Regions from separate parts of the Lactuca sativa genome. Here region 1 is linked to region 2. A link is a contact called in public Hi-C data. All regions are on one chromosome and are shown on one strand. Each heading gives the region's core, a stretch centred on a gene start, on an enhancer-like site or on the middle of the called end of the contact. The rest is flanking DNA. Distances are from core to core; before and after follow the strand shown.

What was found. Hi-C and Micro-C count contacts between places; a contact is called where the count stands out from the background.
Region 1: a contact with region 2 is called in a Hi-C map of leaf, with 8 times the contacts expected there. The contact joins the promoter of LOC111900814 here to the promoter of LOC111900815 in region 2. A contact is called at or near these places in 2 of 4 Hi-C or Micro-C datasets (both in leaf).

The regions. Positions count from the first base shown.
Region 1 is chr4:183,117,681-183,123,921 of Lsat_Salinas_v11, forward strand. LOC111900814 reads left to right here and starts at 3,986. Exons shown (of 4, transcript XM_023896702.3): 1 at 3,986-4,427; 2 at 4,705-5,145; 3 at 5,226-5,341. The coding sequence starts at 4,423.
Region 2 is chr4:182,907,171-182,913,260 of Lsat_Salinas_v11, forward strand. It overlaps LOC111900815 (aquaporin TIP2-1), which reads right to left and starts at 3,273. Exons shown (of 3, transcript XM_023896704.3): 1 at 3,053-3,273; 2 at 2,712-2,962; 3 at 1,895-2,447. The coding sequence starts at 3,179. The coding sequence ends at 2,079.

The DNA.
Region 1 (6,241 bases), core at 2,736-5,235, 210 kb after region 2:
AAACTTCACTTTCATCTTCGATAAATACAAATTCTTGAATGCAAAAAAACAAGAATTTGTATAACTCTTTTTGAATGTCCAAAAAATATTAAATGTATAAATTCTAGATGCATGTTTTTCAATAGCGAAAGGAGTCCTTAGCTTGGGGGTAATAGTTGTGGATTGATAATCTAATAAATATTGATGATATCTTTGCTTCTCCATTGCACTATCAAATGATAAATATTGATGATATATTTGCTTCTCCATTTCACTATCATGAACTTCACTTAATTTGATTTATGATGCAAAAAATGTGAGAAAGCATAATTCAGGCTCTCTGATCTTGAATTAGTTTGCATCAAACCAGAAAGTTTAAGATCTCTCATATAAGCCAAAATACAAAAATCCCTTATTTTAAATACATTTAACCAGTCAAATTCTTTTAGATGAAGCTTATCTAACATTTTTGACCTAGAACTTTCAAATTCTTGTGGAGAACATTGAAGATTCCATATAATATCATAAAACGTCTTTTGGAAGTCTGGATGGTTATAAACATCGATAGAAATCTAAAAAAATGAAACACATAAGCATCATTACATAAGTTGAAATAAATTAAAACTATCATTTGAATCTAAAAAAAGATTATAAGAAAATAAAGAAATTGAAAAAAAGTGTGAAAGATGTTCAACCTTCAACTACAAATGAAAAAAGTGAAGCTGTGCAAGATAAAACAACAGCTTAGAACATTCACATTGAAATTAAAGAAAAAATAATTTATATTATAATATACTACACACTTACTGAAATTAACATGATGAATATTTGATGTAGTCTATAGTAACATAACATTGATTCACATTGTAATTTCACAGTGTGCTTTATGATTTGAATTTGTTTCTTTCATCATATGCAAATTCACATTGTGCTTTATGATCTAGAAGGTTATAAACATATATAGGAATCAAGAAACAAAGAAACACATAAACACATATATAAAACTTCAAATAACTTAAAAATGTGAATCATGTACACAAATAAACATAAATTAACAAGAAAATTTTCAAAAAAAAAACACAATTAACAAGAAAATTTTGTATAAAATAAAAACTCAGATAGATAGACAAAAATTTACATATTTTTTTATAAATAAAAATAGAATAATGAACAAGAATATACCTTTTCCTCAAGTTTTTGAGTGATGTGCCACATGCATAGTCTATACTTGGATTCAGTAAAAAAAACTTTAACAACTTTCTTCATTGATGAATCCTAATCTGTTACAATCATCATGGGTGGCTTGACAAATGCTTTACGAAACTCTTCATGCAACTACACACACACACACACACACACACACACACATATATATATATATATATTGATAGTTTCATTTTATTTACTTCTTTTTATAGTTTATTTTACAATATTTCATTTACATTTTAGTTAATTTTCGTGCATATTTTCCTTTTTGTTATTTTATGACCACTTTCAGGTACTTTCTAGTTTCGTGAGTATAATTGCAGATTTTAAGGAAACTAGTGGAGTGGGATCTTTGGGAAGCAATTGGACTTGGAGGACAACGAGGATTTTGGGCTTGATGGCTATGGAGATGATGCGTAGAATGGGCTTGTCAATTACTTGAAGGCTTGGAAGAATTAAACTTTAAATTTGCAAGATGTGGGAGAATTTTCGAGTGTGTGGAGATTGATGATCGGGCGATTGTGGAAGCTATAGATTGTTTAGAAAAGGATAATTGGGCTTAAAAGGAAGAAATCTTGTAGAAAATGGGCTAGAAGTTGGTTAGACTCGAACTGGGCCAATGGACTTAGCTGTGCAGCCCCAACAATTGAAGAAGCCCAATTTCTGTCACTTTTACGCGGCCCGCGTAAGATACCCACGCGGCTCGTGTGGGTTCCTACTGGGGCATTTTCAGAATTTCATTTGAAGCTTTATATTGGGAAGGTTGGTGTGCCACTTTAGGTAACTCTTGCACATCCAAAAACTAACCAGTCCTCTGGAGATTTTGGAGCACTTTGAAGGACAAGAACCCTCAAGAACTTCATCATTTTTGCTCTTAATCTTGTTGAATGTTTGGTACAATCTCTTCTAACTTTGTTTTCTTATGTTTAGCCATGTTAGGCTAAACCAAATTTGGTTGACTTTGGTGAAATCCTTTGACTAGTTGTTGAATGTTGAAGACTCCATAAACTTGTTCTTGAATTTTTATTGGAATGTTTTATGTTTAAACATATTATCATTACTTATATGTTTTTATTCATTAGTTTAAATGTGTTTGTGGTGATTAGTTGGCTAATTTCTTGATTAAGTAAATGATCCTCAAATTAGAAAGCAACAAATGATTTTCGTGTTAGTTTTGCTTCACACAATCATAAAAACATTTTCTCCAACATGGTAATGAAAGCATTTGACTGCTCTTGGATTTGGTGACTTTTTGGTTCTTAATGCTAGTTGACTTTGACTAAGGAAATTGTTATGAACTTCTCTAACCATTTTAATAATTAAGAAAAGTCTAGGTAATCTCAAGCTTCTTGGATTATTATAGCCAAATTAAGAATTTAAAACAACTATTGCACCATTGGATTCTAATGATATGTTCATCAAAAGTCAAAGTAAGGAAACCTTAAGTCAACCATCTTTCTCTTATTGATTTTACATCATAACCTTGTTTTTGTTGAAATTGTCTATTTAAATCCTAGTTTAATTCTAGTTTATTTCAAGTATTTCAAAATACCAAAACCCCCCATTTTACTTTTACTTTTGTTTTATAAGTACTTGAACAAGTGATTTACATAGAGATTTAAATTGAACCAATCTCCGTGGATACGATCCCTTTACCACTATACACTATTTTAGTGTGTAACATTTTGGGTATTTATTTTGTTGGCCTCGACAACCACCATATATATATATATATATATATATGAAACATTATGTCCAGTTTAGACAAGTCTCTACCTATGGATCATTGTTCTTTAAATTTTCCTTGTCATTCTTATTATCAAGGGATCATCTTATGTCATGTATTTTCATACCGAGAGTCATGGGTGGAGCACATCTTGTTGAGTTAGATTTAGGTTTTCATCCATTTTAGTATGGACCTTAGTGGGAGCGAGCTACAGGTCATGCACAGAGGATCAGTAGTCGGATCGACGTATTAGTTTAACACAATGGGTCAAAGGGAGTTGTAGTGCAAGTTAGTTTGATTATTAGAATTTAAGATAGTTGTGGGGTGAAAGGGAGTTGTTGCATGGTTGATGTTTTTAGGATTGTGAGGGTGGTCCTCGCATCAGAATATTTAAGGAAAATATCTCATGGAAGCTGGTTGTCCCCTTCTGTGACAATGAAGTCAGAGTTCTGAAGTGCTTGTATCGCACTTGATGGATGTCAGTTGATTGTTGATAGGCTTTCAATATGATCCCTATTTCTTGAAGAGGCGAGTAGTAGTGAGCCATCACTCTAGAAGTATGGATGATGAATTGACTATATGGGTTTATTTAGATGATGAGATTGTTAGAAGAATATAAATTGTATATGTTGGAGATGTTCGGAGTGCCTCGATCTTCCAGCAAGTGGGTTGTTGGATTGGTGATCTGTCCATTCTGGTGAAGGGTTTAACATTCTTTGTCATTAGCAAGGTTGGTAGAGCGCAGCTGATTCCAAGTAGGGGAGAACTGTTTGAATTATTGGTAATAGTTCCAGGTGTGAAACAAGTAGGATTTGCATACTGCCGGAGGTGCTGGCGGTTATATGTGGTGGTTTATGGAAAATCTTGAGAAGGGGAAATGGAAATAAATGGGTAGGGATTTTTTTTTTAATTTAAAAATGACAAATAAACAAAATAAAATGAAAAAAAAAAATTATTAAGGGTAAAAAAGTCATTTCATGTCAATAGAGACTAAATGTGTAAGGAAAAACAAAGAGAGAGACGATTATTAATTTTTAAAAATAGACTAAATAAACTTTCTGGCAGGGAAGAATAGTACACCAAAAGTTATTATCCCTGACGCTTTTGAACCTAACCTAGATCGACCCAATAACGCCTTTTCAGGGATCCAGATGCCAAAATAAGTACACTTCCAGCGGAGTTGATCGATTTGGAGAGAGAGAGATGTTAAACGCTCTTTCTATGCGAAGGACTGCTCAATTCGGTGACGAAGGAGACGAACACCAAGAAGATGGATCCAAGACCAGAAAGCAGCTTTCAATCGCTACGCGGGTCACCAACTATTTGACCCGAACCGGTTATCTCTGGCCGATACTCTTTCTTGCCATTGTCATCTTCGTAATCTACTCTTTCTTCATTCGTTCCCGCAATTTGATTTGCGTTTCTTCCATTTCTTCCTTTGATCGACTCTCTCGTACCCGATTCTTCGGATTGGATGGACTCGAATCAGACTTTGGATCCCTAGGCGTCCCATGGTGTAAGCTCTCATCACTCATTCACTAGGTGTGTGTACGTGTGTGTGATTTGTTAATGTTGGGGTTTTTTCGATTTGATTTCACCAGATCTGCATCAATGTCATAATGCTCGTTCATATCTATGTTGCTTGATCTAGTTTAACGTTCATCTAGATTGTAAACTGAGAATCGAATGTCTGTATACTCTGCTAGACTTGTGATTTGATGTTCGAATTGACAGAAACAAGCCTAAGAACAACCACATTTAGCTTCTAATCTCATTTCCTTTATAAAAGGCAGATCGAAACATGGCAAAACCATTGAATGGACATCGAAGGATCTGCTTCAAGGTTTGGAAGAGTTTGTACCAATATACGAGACACGACCCATCAAGAACAACATGTACGGAATGGGTTTTGATCACAGCTTCGGGCTCTGGTTTATCACACGATGGCTGAAACCAGAACTAATGATTGAAAGTGGAGCTTTCAAGGGACATTCAACCTGGATATTAAGACAAGCCATGCCAGCCACCCCAATTATCTCACTTACACCTCGTCATCCTGCAAAATACCTTTTGAAAGGCCCTGCATATGTCGATCAAAACTGCACATATTTTGCTGGAAAGGATTTTGTTGACTTTGGGAATGTTAATTGGTCAAAAGTGATGAAGAAACATGGCGTCAATGATTCAAGTCGGGTTCTTATATTCTTTGATGATCATCAAAATGAGTTGAAAAGGTAATCACTTTGCATACCTTTGCCATTCTATTGGGGCATAAATCATGAATCATGAATGTGTGTTTGTTTCTTTGATACAGATTAAAGCAAGCACTTAAAGCTGGCTTCTCTCATCTTGTATTTGAAGACAACTATGATACTGGAACAGGAGATCATTATTCCTTGAGACAGATATGTGATCAGTTTTATATACAAGGTTAGCTATATTCAGTTTGATCAATTGTGGTGTTTGGTTACCAAAATGTATGGAACTTAATTTTATGGATTTCAACATTCCTCACTTGTTAAAATTACACAAATACCCTTAACCATAACTTCATTATAAAAGAATGAACCAGATAAATCAATATAAATTACATAAACCCGAAGCCAAACCAACAAACTCGTTTTCTGTCTTTAAGAAAATTGATTATGTTCGAAGTTTTCTTTTTGTTTTTTTGTCTGTGTTTTTGGTATTTTATTATAACTCATTGTCTTTTTTTCATCAACCATATTGATAGAATTTAACAAAATATATGTAAATTACTAAAAAATAATACAATATATGTTCCCTATTTCAATTTTTAATGGAAACCTTAAATGCGTTTTACTATTTTAATTTTTAACATCGTTAATCAATTATACTTATACATAAAACGATGTCGTTTTGGTTTGGTATCTTTATAAATGGAAACCAAACATAACCTAAAAATTTGGTGTTTCTAAAAACCAAAAAAAATAAAACCAAAAAAAAATTACTTTTTTTGACCATTTTCAAAACATATTATTTTGTGAAATATGAAGATTTTTACAGAATATGAATCAATATTTCGCAAAATATGAATAATTCCATATAAAAATAGGGTTTTATGCAGAAAAAGTCCCATTATTTTAGGAATTTTTTGGATAAAGTCTTAAAAAAATTGAACAAAAAAGTCTCGAAAATTTCATATTTTGCCCAAACTAACAAAAAAGTCTTTATTTTTATTTTAACATGAAATGATAGATTATCGTGTAAAATTAAATAATCAAGACTTTTCTGTTTAATTTTTTTGGACTTATCAAAAATTCCCCAAAATAATGGCACATTTCTGCATAAAACCCTAAAAACAGGCAA
Region 2 (6,090 bases), core at 2,023-4,522:
ACCAACTTCAACGAATAGTCTGGAATAACCAATATGTCAAAAAATCATGTATCTTATATGTTTGAAAAGCTCTAGATAAAAAACAACAAAACTTTTGGAGTTTTATAAAGGAAGTTAAGATGTTTTTGTCATTGTCTGTCTAGTATATATAAATATGTCTGTTGGTCTGAAAATATGTTTTGTGATATTAAATATTTCATTGGGGTGAAAATATGTTATGTGGCCTGAAAATATGTTTATATTTGTAAGATCAATAGTCTCATGCCCGTGCAGTGGCGGATCCAGAAAGTAAAATCAAAGGTTGCACAAATTCTTTAGGGGTTGCACTATTAGAATTTTTTTTTGTTACCGAGTGAAGTTTCTGTCACAAAGTCGTCACTAAACCAGTGAATTTACACTAAATTTATAGCTATCAGACTTTGTGATGGATTTGTTACGGATTAGAGACGGATTTCCAATAGTTTTGTGACTAATTTTCGGAAAAAAAAAACATGAAATTTGCATCTGACGGGAAAATTGGAGGGGTATCCCGGGCTACCCCGGGCTACATAGTAGCTCCGCTCCTGTGCCTGTGTTTATGCAGGTTTATCGCCTAGAATCTAGATTGCTTCAATATCATTTAGAAAATTAATAAACCTAAAGATAACTTAACAATCACTGCCAATGGAACGTATTTTCTTTATTTTAATTACATTGGTGATTGGTATATGTATGCATATAGTTGAACTATTTCAAAGATCAATATATCCTGCGGACTTCACATGGACCTATCCCCTAATTTGACTATATATCACCGAATCATATATCAGATTGTGGGCATAGATATCAAGTTTGAAGACGCTATACATGGTTTATGGCTCATTGTTTATCTTGTTTTTTTTTTTCCTTGGAAACTTTTAACATATTATTGTCATATTTTGCACCATATGGCATTATGGTCAAGCAATTGGTTAAATATAGTATTTTATATTAAGCAATGAAAAGAAAATCTTTGTTCCGTTTCACAGTCATATTAGTGGTCATAAAAAAACAGTAAAAAAAATCAATTATTAGAGGTAAGCATCTCAGTAATTCCATTTCTAATGTTTAATAATGTTATCATTGTGGTAGAATGGCTCACATGATACAATTAAGCTGATAAGAACAATCATAAGAAAGTAATAGCGTTAACGACAATGCTTGAAATACTACCAATGAAGAATTCTTAATTCTTTATATATGCTTATGGGATTGTTAATCTGGTATGGATCGAGTTGGATTGTTGATAGTGGTACCCCATGTCAATATGTCATGTTACATCAATTGAGTATTTTTATTCAACTTACACTCTAGGTGAGGTTGGATATGTTAAAGGGTACGCTATGTTAAAATATTAAGGACACTGTAGGCTACTAGCACATGTCACATCCAATTTAATGCTCTTAATTAGAAAGATATTAAGATAAAATTATATAACTCTTTGTCAAAATGTATATGTCATCAAGTTTTCATGATTTTTTTACAACCATAGTATTTCATAAAATGGTGAATCAAAGTTTAACATTGCATTCATCACGAAGAATACCCCCTCATGAATAAAAAAAACCGATTTGATCAATAAATCCAAATTATAAATTCACCCATTTCTCAAAAATTTGTATCTATAACAACTTTAAACTTCAAGCCCCGTATATTACATCCTACAACTTTGAAGTTTGAACATATCCGCATTGGATTGGAATCACATGACATGCATTTATTGATCAAATAGGCCCACCACCCACTATATTCTGTTTTGCTTAACTCATTGAAAAAAACAACCCAAAGGGGCCCAAAACCTACCAAACCAAAGTAAACACATAACGTGGTCCTTTTACAAACCAATAATGCCAAATTAAACACAACATGTGGGTCCTTTTACTAACCAATCATGCATTTGCTCCATTACCCAATTACGAAAAAACACAATCTTATGAGCATCTCATAAATATGAATAAACAAGAACAAAGAAAAACAAACAAATTGCTTTTCTACTTATTTGTACAATTAAAAAAGCCTTGGAACTTAATTCAACACAATCAACCGATAACGATGAAAATCTAATAGTCGTTGGAGACGGGAATGTGTTCATCGGAGGAGATGAACACATTTGGGTAAATGGCTCCAGCCAAACCACCACCAATGAGGGGTCCGACCCAGTACACCCAGTGTCCAGAAAAGTCAAAGCTGGCTACAGCAGGTCCAAAAGATCTAGCTGGGTTCATTGATCCACCAGAGAATGGACCTGCTGCCAAAATGTTGGCGCCAACAATGAACCCGATTGCCATTGGGGCAATTGTGCCAACTGACCCCTTCTTTGGGTCACATGCGGTGGCGTACACTGTGTACACCAACGCAAATGTGATAACAATTTCGAAAACTACTCCTTGAATTGCTCCTAAGCTTCCAACATTGTGTGTAGGAACAGCCTGAAAAAAAAAATATAAAACATAAATATTATTTGAAAAAACCACTTAACCTAACATAATAAGTATTTGTAACTTTATAAATCTTTTTATATAAAAGTCTTCTAATATTACTTTAATGGTTATAAAATTATAGTAATAAATTAATCGTTTATAAAAGAAACAAAAAAAATTAAAAATAATACTCCTCATATTATCCAAGTTGTTTCACCTGCTCATTTTGCTTACGTATAGTACAAATCGTAAAGAAAAGTCTACAATGCTTACCAGGCCTCCGGTGACGAAGCTGAGAAGGAAGCATGCGACGGTGGAGCCAAGAAGTTGAGCGATCCAGTAAAACACGCCGGTAAGGACGGTGATCTGGCCGCCGACGGCCAAACCGAAGGTGACAGCTGGGTTGACGTGGCCGCCGGAGATGTTGGCAGCGATTGATACGGCAACAAACAGAGCAAATCCATGGCAAACAGCGATGGCTACAAGACCAGCTGGATCTAGGGCAGCATCTGCTGTTAATTTGCCTGTATTAAATTAACAAAAAAAGGAATTGGGTTATGGAGATATATCATGATAGATCGGTTAGTAATGGTTATGGGGAGTTCTGAACTTACCATAAGCGATGGCAGAACCTACTCCGGCGAAGACGAAGAGCAAGGTGGAGATGAACTCTGCAATGTAGGCTTTGATAGAGCTGCCACTGAAGGAGTCACCCAAACTACCAATGGCGATTCCAGGCATTTTGTGTAGAGTATTGTATTAATGGATAAGGAATAGCTGAATTTGGAAAGGAGATGGAAATAGAAAGAGAGGGTGATGTTGAATATGGCGCTCTATGTACAACACTAAGAGGGTTTATATACTAAAATTTCCCAAATAATGATCACGTAAATACAAGAGTATTATTTTATTTAGTTAATTTCAAGAACAACATATTTTATTGAAAAAACATTTATAGCAAAATATTTTAATTTTTATCAACAATAGTAATTTACGTCACAATACATTGAACTCTATAGAGTTTAATGGAATGTCATATCATCATTCACTATTCCATACAATTCTTTTTATTTTTATCCCACAATACATTAAACTCTAGAAGTTCAATCAAACATATTAAAAAAGTATTTATTTAAAGATTTAAAGACTTTCTTTTTTCCCATTGATGAGTTCAATGATCCATTGAATGCCAATGTGACATTTCACAATGATGGAGTTGTATCCATTAAGTGATAACTAGGCATGACACCTCATTCAACTCTTCAATTAAACTCCTCATTGTGGATGCTCTTAATTCTTTTTTTAATTATATTTTTTCGGAAGGGCAAACACACACTTATACATTATTGTTAAACTACTTTGTCACCAACGACACTTGAACCTTCAAACATTTGATCGAAGGACAACTTTGTACCAACAAAAGATACGGCTAAGATACAATCTCTTTGGTTATAATTATGTGTTAGTATAGAATTACATATTATGTTAGACCATCCATCCACCCTTATGCGTATTTGTATTATAAAAGCTCTTTGTATATTGATATAAATATCATATAATATGGACATATCCTTATGAAAAAATCATTCGTTAACATGATATTAAATAGCACACACTAAAACCTTAATCTGGTTGTTGTAATACCTTACTCCTCCCGATGTTTTCCTCTTATCTACTCTTTTCCCTCCTCTTCTTTCTAAATTGCCAACACAAACGACAAAGACTTACCCACTTTTGAAAAACCCTTTAAAATAACCGACATTAAAGCCCATGTCCATCTTTTACTATACCTTGAACAACTCAACTACGACGTTTGGAGAGTGCTTTTGAGGCTCTTTGCACCGGATTTGACATTCTTGATCATATGGACAAATCGTGTGATACACCACAATCCATATACCACCTACCATGAACACAAATGGAAGAACACTGATTCCATTGTGATGCTTTGAATAGATGGCACACTCTCGCAACTTATTATTCAAATGAAAAACAATGGCTGTCATATTTGGATCAATTTGCAAATATTATTCTATGATAACAAAGACACAAAGATCAACCAAGTTGACTAGGAACTTCGAAGCATTAGCATCAATGGTTCATGCCTCACTGCATATTGTACTTGCATCAAATCTATCACATGCTTTCTCGACAATGTTGATGACATAGTGCCCGAGAAAATTATTTTTACCTACATGATCAACAATCTCTCTTCTAAATATGAGTACATCACAAGCCTTATCCGATATCACATCCCTCTCCTGACTTTTCTAGAGGCATGTCTTTGCTTCTTCTTAACGATCAAAGAATGTGCCAAACATGAACCAACACCTCACAAACCCGCTTCCTCTCCTACTGTGCTTACCGTGGAATCTTCCACCCATGGAAATCATCACGACAACAACCATTAGGGAAGTCGGGGTGGTTTTTGAAATGGTCTGTGCCAAAAATAACTTCACAATCCTTTATGGGGTCCTAGTTTCACGTATCAACAACAACAATAACCTTACTAGTCTGATTAGTAGCAGGCCTATTTATGAAGTGTTATGAAATCAATCGAATATGTAATCTGATTCAATATGAACACGGTGATGTAAATATAATCTTGATTCAACTCATATTATTTGGAGAGCGTAGAGTACATTTGTGAGAATAAAAGTGAAAGCACAAAGTTGCAAAAGTTACAAATGACTTAAGCCCTACACTATATATATATATATATATATATATATATATATATATATATATATATATATATATATATATATATATATATATATATATATATATCAGGAATTCGACATTGAAAGAGATACAATATAAATTCCTGATAAAATACATATAGAATCGAAGTCATGTAGACCTTCAATCCAGACACTCTAAACAACACTTTGACTACTACTTAAGACTTTGATATATCAGAACATCTTCGACTCTACAATACCCCCTCCTCTTTTTGATCAATATTTAATCTTCAAATTGTAGGTAGCGTTTTTATCACTATCAATAATACTCTTCTTATTTCCATATTCCAAACGATAATCTTCTTTATCGCCACTCTGTCTTCATTAGAATTCTTATTACATTTATTAATGCGGAGAAGAATGCTAGAAAGATTTTGATTAGAATACATTTATTTATCATCAATATGGAAGAAGTATTTCTTTTTGCCTCCTTTCATGTTCTTTCCCTGAAACATTACACCCTTTGATTTCATAAGGATTTCACCATCTTCATAGTCATCAGCGTTCAGATTACCTTTAAAAATTGACATAGGAACTTTTAGCTTTTTATTAAAGGTAGTAGGAAACTCGAAGTCTGTTAATGACAAATGAGCATAGTAACATACGAAGCTTTTGATATGACTATATCTAATGATGTAAGATGCTTTATCTTGAACTCGATCATTATTCATATCTCCCATAATCTTCGTAACAGTAATAAGATCATTCAAGTTCATCAGTGGAAAGTCAACAATAGTGAACTTATAAAGAGTATAATTAGCCCTGACCACCTTGTATCGATAATTTTGAACAACTCCTTCGAAAATGACATCTGGAGTTATTGATACAAGTTTAATGATTTTTACTAAGGACCAAACTTCTTCTTCTTTGTATTCGAGAACTACATGAAATCTTATCTTCATACTTTT